Linked DNA regions of Mus musculus: region 2 is linked to region 1. A link is a contact called in public promoter capture Hi-C data. All regions are on one chromosome and are shown on one strand. The core of a region is the stretch at or near the end of the contact, and the rest is flanking DNA. Distances in the headings are between cores, read along the strand shown. Region 1 overlaps Hadhb (hydroxyacyl-CoA dehydrogenase trifunctional multienzyme complex subunit beta). Region 2 has its middle 4.4 kb from the start of Gm46907.

The links. Promoter capture Hi-C pulls out the DNA fragments that hold promoters and counts their contacts.
Region 2: a contact with region 1 is called in a promoter capture Hi-C map of liver, with 2.6 times the contacts expected there. The contact joins two enhancer-like sites. A contact is called at or near these places in 9 of 39 promoter capture datasets (the 3T3-L1 cell line, cranial neural crest, embryonic stem cells and 5 more) and 1 of 115 datasets of contacts at active chromatin or transcription factors (embryonic stem cells).

Annotation. Positions count from the first base shown.
Region 1 is chr5:30,165,999-30,169,031 of GRCm38.p6, forward strand. It overlaps Hadhb (hydroxyacyl-CoA dehydrogenase trifunctional multienzyme complex subunit beta), which reads left to right. Exons shown (of 16, transcript NM_145558.2): 4 at 667-766; 5 at 2,526-2,570. Among named protein-coding and RNA genes, the nearest start is that of Mir1960, 3.2 kb to the right of the region's middle. Within about 2 kb of position 1,568, at least 3 of the 459 cell types and tissues checked have an H3K27ac peak or open chromatin away from gene starts, as enhancers often do. A contact at or near this core is called in liver, where this site is marked.
Region 2 is chr5:30,817,599-30,820,631 of GRCm38.p6, forward strand. It overlaps a transcript of Mapre3 not described here. Among named protein-coding and RNA genes, the nearest start is that of Gm46907, 4.4 kb to the left of the region's middle. Within about 2 kb of position 1,538, at least 22 of the 459 cell types and tissues checked have an H3K27ac peak or open chromatin away from gene starts, as enhancers often do. A contact at or near this core is called in liver, where this site is marked.

The sequences.
Region 1 (3,033 bases), core at 318-2,817:
TCGTTGATGTGAGGCATCAACTCTTGAGAGTGGTTGTTTTAAAATGAAACCACCTTACATACTTATCTTCTTCTGCACTTAGCTTTTTTTTTTTTTTTTTTTCTGCCTTTTTGCTGTTGTTTAGCTTTGTTATAACAAAGCCAAGTGCACCTTTCCTAGGATCTCAGTTCATACCATATAATTAGTTTAGATTCCAGTTCTCAGCCTCTGGTATTTTGTTGTAGGAAAAAACAGTGCTGATATACACTGGTCAACTACTTTGTTGGTTTGTTGGTGGGCCTGGCATACCCCCTCTTAATCTGATCAGTTTGTGCCTTGGATTTAGACCTCATTGGCAGGGACTATAAACAGGGCAACTCTTTTCTGAGGAGGCTGTGAGAGCAAGCATAGAAAAATGTATCTAGACAAGTGTTCCATTCTTTGAGCTACCCCCCATCCCTGATTTTTTTGTTTGTTTGTTTTGTTGTTGTTGTTTTTCGAGACAGGGTTTCTCTGTATAGCCCTGGCTGTCCTAGAACTCACTTTGTAGATCAGGTTGTCCTCGAACTCAGAAATCTGCCTGCCTCTGCCTCCTGTGCTGGGATTAAAGGTGTGCACCACCACGCCTGGCCCTATTCCTGATTTTATATATATTTAATTAATAGTTCTTTGAACTTAATCTTAAAGCTGTCCAGACCAAGTCAAAGAAGACTTTAGCAAAACCCAATATGAAGAATATTGTGGTGGTGGAAGGGGTCCGCATTCCATTTCTGCTGTCAGGCACTTCGTAAGTATAAAATGATCATGTTAGTTGTTTGTTTCTTTTCTGGTACTGTGTGAAGTAGTCTTTGTAGGGAATAATATAATTAATGGGAGACCATATGGCGAGCACCTGTATAAAAACAGTATAGATAGAACAAGTCAAATCAGTGGTATATTATGGCAAGATGTTCTGTATGTGAGTGCACTGTAGCTGTCTTCAGACACCCCAGGAGAGGGCATCAGATCCCATTACAGATAAGGTTGTGAGCCACCATATGGTTGCTGGGAATTGAACTCCGGACCTCTGGAAGAGCAGACAGTGCTCTTAACCACTGAGCCATTCCTCCAACCCCGTGGCAAGATGTTCTATTTCTTTTATAAACTAGCTTGCCATGGCATTAGCCTGAATGAAATAGCTCTAGTTGAGAGTCCAGTGTAGGTCCAGATACCATCTTTCCAATAGGTCTTTTCTTTATTCCCTTCCCTTCCCTTTCTTTTTTCTTTTCTTTTCTCTCCTTTTCTTTTCTCTCCTTTTCTTTTCTCTTCTCTTCTTTTCTTTTCTTTTCTTTTCTTTTCTTTTCTGGAACATGGTTTCTGTAGACACAGTTTGAGTGCTGAAAATGATGCTGCTTTGGTCTTCTGAAAATCAGGCTTGTGGCTGACACAGCTGGTCCAAATGCCTGCCATAGTTCAACCCCAAGTATTTTGGACTACCCTGAAAATTCCTCAGAATCAAACAGCTGGTTTTTCAGGCTTTTCTATCCTCTAAGTAAGATTCAGTCTACACAAAAGCTGGTAATGGGCTCTTTTAAGGAAGTAATTTGTTCTGTTCTGTTTATATTGTTAGTTTTTAAATATTTGTTCTTTGGGGCTGGTGAGATGGCTCAGTGGGTAAGAGCACCCGACTGCTCTTCCGAAGGTCCAAAGTTCAAATCCCAGCAACCACATGGTGGTTCACAACCATCTGTAACAAGATCTGACACTCCCTCTTCTGGAGTGTCTGAAGACAGCTACAGTGTACTTACATATAATAAATAAATAAATCTTAAAAAAAAAAATTTGTTCTTTGTACAGGCAGTCACTAACATTAAAAACTTACTGGGGAATATTAGCCTCCAGTTTGAAAAAAAATGAGGCCTTTCTTTTCGTATTCATATGGACGATTTGAGATCTTGAAGATATATTACCTTTTAGAGGCAAGGCATAGGGACTGAAGAGATGGCTCAGCAGGACTCAGCAGCACTGGATGTTCTTCCAGAGGAGCTGGGTGCAATTCCCAACCCTGCACTCCAATTCCAGGGGATCCAACACCCTCATACAGACATCCATGCAGGCAAAACATCAATGCAGATAAAACAAAAATAAGTGAATTTTTAAAATGCAAGGCATGAAAGATGTAGTGAGACAGCTCAATGGGTAAAGGTGCTTGCTACCCAACTTGTGACATAAGTACAGTCCCTGGAAAGCTGGGACTTGTACACGTTGTCCCTTGACTTCCCCAAGTATACAAATACACACAACACTAAATGATACCAAAAAAAAAAAAAAAAGAGGGGATGTCTATTTTGTCAGACAGCAAGTTCTGTAGAGGTTTAGGGCTTGTCAGACTTTTTAAGATGACAGATAGCAAAGTCACACTATTTCTTCATATGAACTGATAGACTGACTTGGGAGTAAGATTAGCTGCATTGTCAGCATAAGTTAGACAATCTGTATGCATTTGATTTTTTTAAGTTCTATTGAAACTCTAGGCTTTTGGTTTAAATTATGTTTTCTTTCCCCAGGTATAAAGACCTAATGCCACATGACTTGGCTAGAGCTGCACTTTCGTAAGTAAATCAAGTTTCCTGTTCTTTCAACTTAAAATACTTTTTATAGTTTTTGTACTTGAAGTAGCATGTTTTGTAGAATTTTCATATCTAGGCTGTTAAACTTTACATGGAAAGAAGCAATATTAACTAGCTCTTAGCAAGGTTCTTTGATACAGGGTCTCACCATATAATTCTGATTGACCTGAAACTGACTTATAGACCTGGCTAGCCTTGAACTCAGGGATTCATCTACCTCTGCCTCCCAGTTGTCAAGATTAAAGGTGTATGTCATGATACGATTAAATTTTATTTTAACCATATATGTTAAATTTTAACAGCTTCTGAGTGGCCCCAAGCTTTTTATTTGTTTGTCTGTTTACTGAGTCCAGACCTTGATATATATCTCTGGCTGGCCTGGATTGATTTGTAAGCCAGGGTGCCCTTGGACTTCAGAGAGCTGCCTTCTTCTGCCTCTCCAGTT
Region 2 (3,033 bases), core at 288-2,787, 650 kb after region 1:
CAGGATCTTAGACACACGCTAGAACTGGACAGGACAGATGTCCTAATGTCCTCATTTCCAGGTTTTGACACGAGACTCTTAAGAGTTAAGTGATTTGCCCCAAAGTGACTTAACTAACATAAAGAGTATATGAGAGCAGTGTCAACTGTGTACACCGTGCAGTTGACTATTGGTGGTTATTAGGGTCTGAGTCAGGATTAGAACTCACATTTCCAGACTAGCACTATTCTATACAGCCACGATGCTGCATTTGTCACACTTAATAATCCAAAGGGCTGTAATAAAAATAATTTAGTAGTCTGTAATTAGCCCTGTAGACAAAGGCTGCTTTTATTGTCTGAGGTGTTGCAAGGCCAGGCAAAATGTAATGTCAAAGCGTCTAATTAAATATTTATTCTCGCCACCTTACAAATAACAATTTTCCCTTACAAGTTCCATTCCTGCTCTGGGACTCTTCTTTTGAAAACTGTGCATCTACTGACTGAAAGCAAATGCAAAGTTGGGTGTTGACATCTTCTCGGCTTATCTCCAAGGCTGCTGTGTTCTGGAAAGCAAAGCAGAGAGCTCAGACCTGGGGCTGAGTGGAAGCAAACCTGAGGGGCAGCTTCAGGGCTCCCTCCCAGCACTCAGATGGAGCCTTGCATAGGTCCTGGGAGCCACAGGGATGTCTCACCCCCTCCTTTAGAAACTAAGTTGATGGGACTGGAGAGATGGCTCAGTGGTTAAGAGCACTGATTGCTCTTCCAGAGGTCCTGAGTTCAATTCCCAGAAACCACATGATGGCTTACAACCAACTGTAATGGGATCTGATACCCTCTTCTGGTGTGTCTGAAGACAGCTACAGTGTACTCATATACATAAAATAAATGAAAAAAGATTAAAAAAAAAAAAAAGAAACTAAGTTGATCTGGCCTCTCAAAACAGATGCATCTGAGCCCAAATCCCAGTCCTCCTACTTCCTGACTGTGTGACACTGGGTAGGTTATGTAACTGCTAAGTGCTAGTTTTCTCATCTGTAGGCTAGCCTGGATGATGGCTGTCCCTTAGGGTTGTTAGAGGATGCAAGGAGAGGAGCTGCTTCATAGCAGGTAGCAATATTTATTTACATTTACTGGTGCCATAATGTCAAAATAATGTCTCAAAGTTTGTCATGAGAAGTCCATCCTGAACTAATTCAAAACTGCCCCATTCCTCGGGAGCCTTTGTGTCCAACAGAAGCAGCCATTTGTCCAGTGAAAACTTGAGAGTCACAGTGTCATTTCAACTACCAAATGAGAGAGTGTATGTATGAAATGGGCCTTTGTGACCATGCATTCAGCTGACTTGCTTGTCTGACAGAACGGCCAGGCATGAGCAGTTGACTGGAGCAGAGCCCGGGTTTGGTGTGACGTGGGGCTGCTCAGGCCTTCTGCTGGGTAGGCTCTACTAAGAATGATCAGAATCAGAAATAGGAAAGCAAGCTGCCGGGTGCCGGCCTATTAGTGAGCCTTTCGTGGCCCTTGCTCACTTCCGCTACTGTGTGAAGTGCACCTTGAACCATGACTTCACTCAGATCAGTTTCTGTACTTGTGGGAGAGAGGTCATGGGGAAAGAGCCCTTCCTTCCAGCAGGGAAGCCTCCTCCCAGAGTGAGGAGAGAGAAAGGAGGTCCTTTTGGATGGACCAGCTACAGAAAGGCTCAAGGCCTTTCTGAATTCCTAGACCAAGCCCATGTCCATACACAGGCCTCTAAAGGCTAGCTCTGTGGTGGGGAGTGGTCCCTAGGGAGCGTGTGTGTCTTCAGGCTCCATCCCCAGGACTGTAACTGAACTTGGAAAGGATCTACCTCTGGGAAGACGGATGTGGGTGTGGGGAAAGGAAAGGAGACTCAACAGGGAACTTTTAGTTCCTCTGCTTTCTTGTTTGACGTGTTTTAAGATGCACTGCTCTGGACTTAGGGGAGAGCTCGTAGACTTGACAGTGCACATGACTCCGCCATCAACACATCTTCATAGAAAACCTTTGCTAGAGTGGTCAGTGATGGAGCAGGTAGCGCTAGCTGGCTTCCTTCCTCAGACCAGGCCAGTGTCCAGAGAAGACTGGTGAGCGAGGAGGGCCCTCTCAAGTGCCTGCTTCCCAACAGCTTCTCAGTCTCTATGGAGTGCCTGCCCCAGCGTCTCCCTGCCCCTTTACTCCCCTTTGAGAATCACCCCTTCCTCTTGACAGCTGAAGGAACTAACCATTACTTCCTAATAAGGTCATTTAATTTCAACTATTGTCCAAAGCAGCATCTGCCCATGTGACCTTTACAGCAAGTATGTGAGCTGGACATGGTACCATGCGTGGAATCCCAGGACAACCTGGGCTGCATAGTGAGTCTGCTTCTCAAAAAACAGCATGTTAAGTCCTGTGCCTCTTACAAAAGAGCTTGAAGCTTCAGGGACCTAACTGAAGTATGGATACACTCTGTGACGATAGCTGCAATCTCTATCAGGCCTGGCTGCTCCTTTACTCAATACTGACAGCTTTCGGTGGAAATGACTAATAAGGGGCTGGAGAGATGGCTCAGCGGTTACGGGCACTTGTTGTTCTATGGCCTGGGTTGGGTTCCCAGCACACCCATGATGGCTCATGACCATCTGTAGGAACTCAGGCAGTGCATATACATGCAGGCAAAATAGTCAAGCACATAACTAAATCTCAAAAGAAGGAAAAACACAATGACTACCATGGTGTGATAAGAACTCACTAAGTGATGTTGAAGTTTTGATTTTGTCATCAGTTGGTCGTTGTTGTTTTTAGCCAGGTGTCGTGTTGAGTATAGAGCGAGGACACACTCACCAGCTGGGCTGTGCTTTGAGTACTTACCCAGAAGGAGCGTGAATTGCGCTGACTAGTTTACAGTCCATCACCCAATCTTTCTTTGGCTGGGAGTACAAATCTGCACGGTAGCTCCCAGGGTTGGGGAGGCATCCTGCAGCCAGGAGTGGGTTTTCCCCATGTGAAGCTGGCTGGCCAGTTCTTGCCACACACTAGATTCTAAGATCTCACTAGC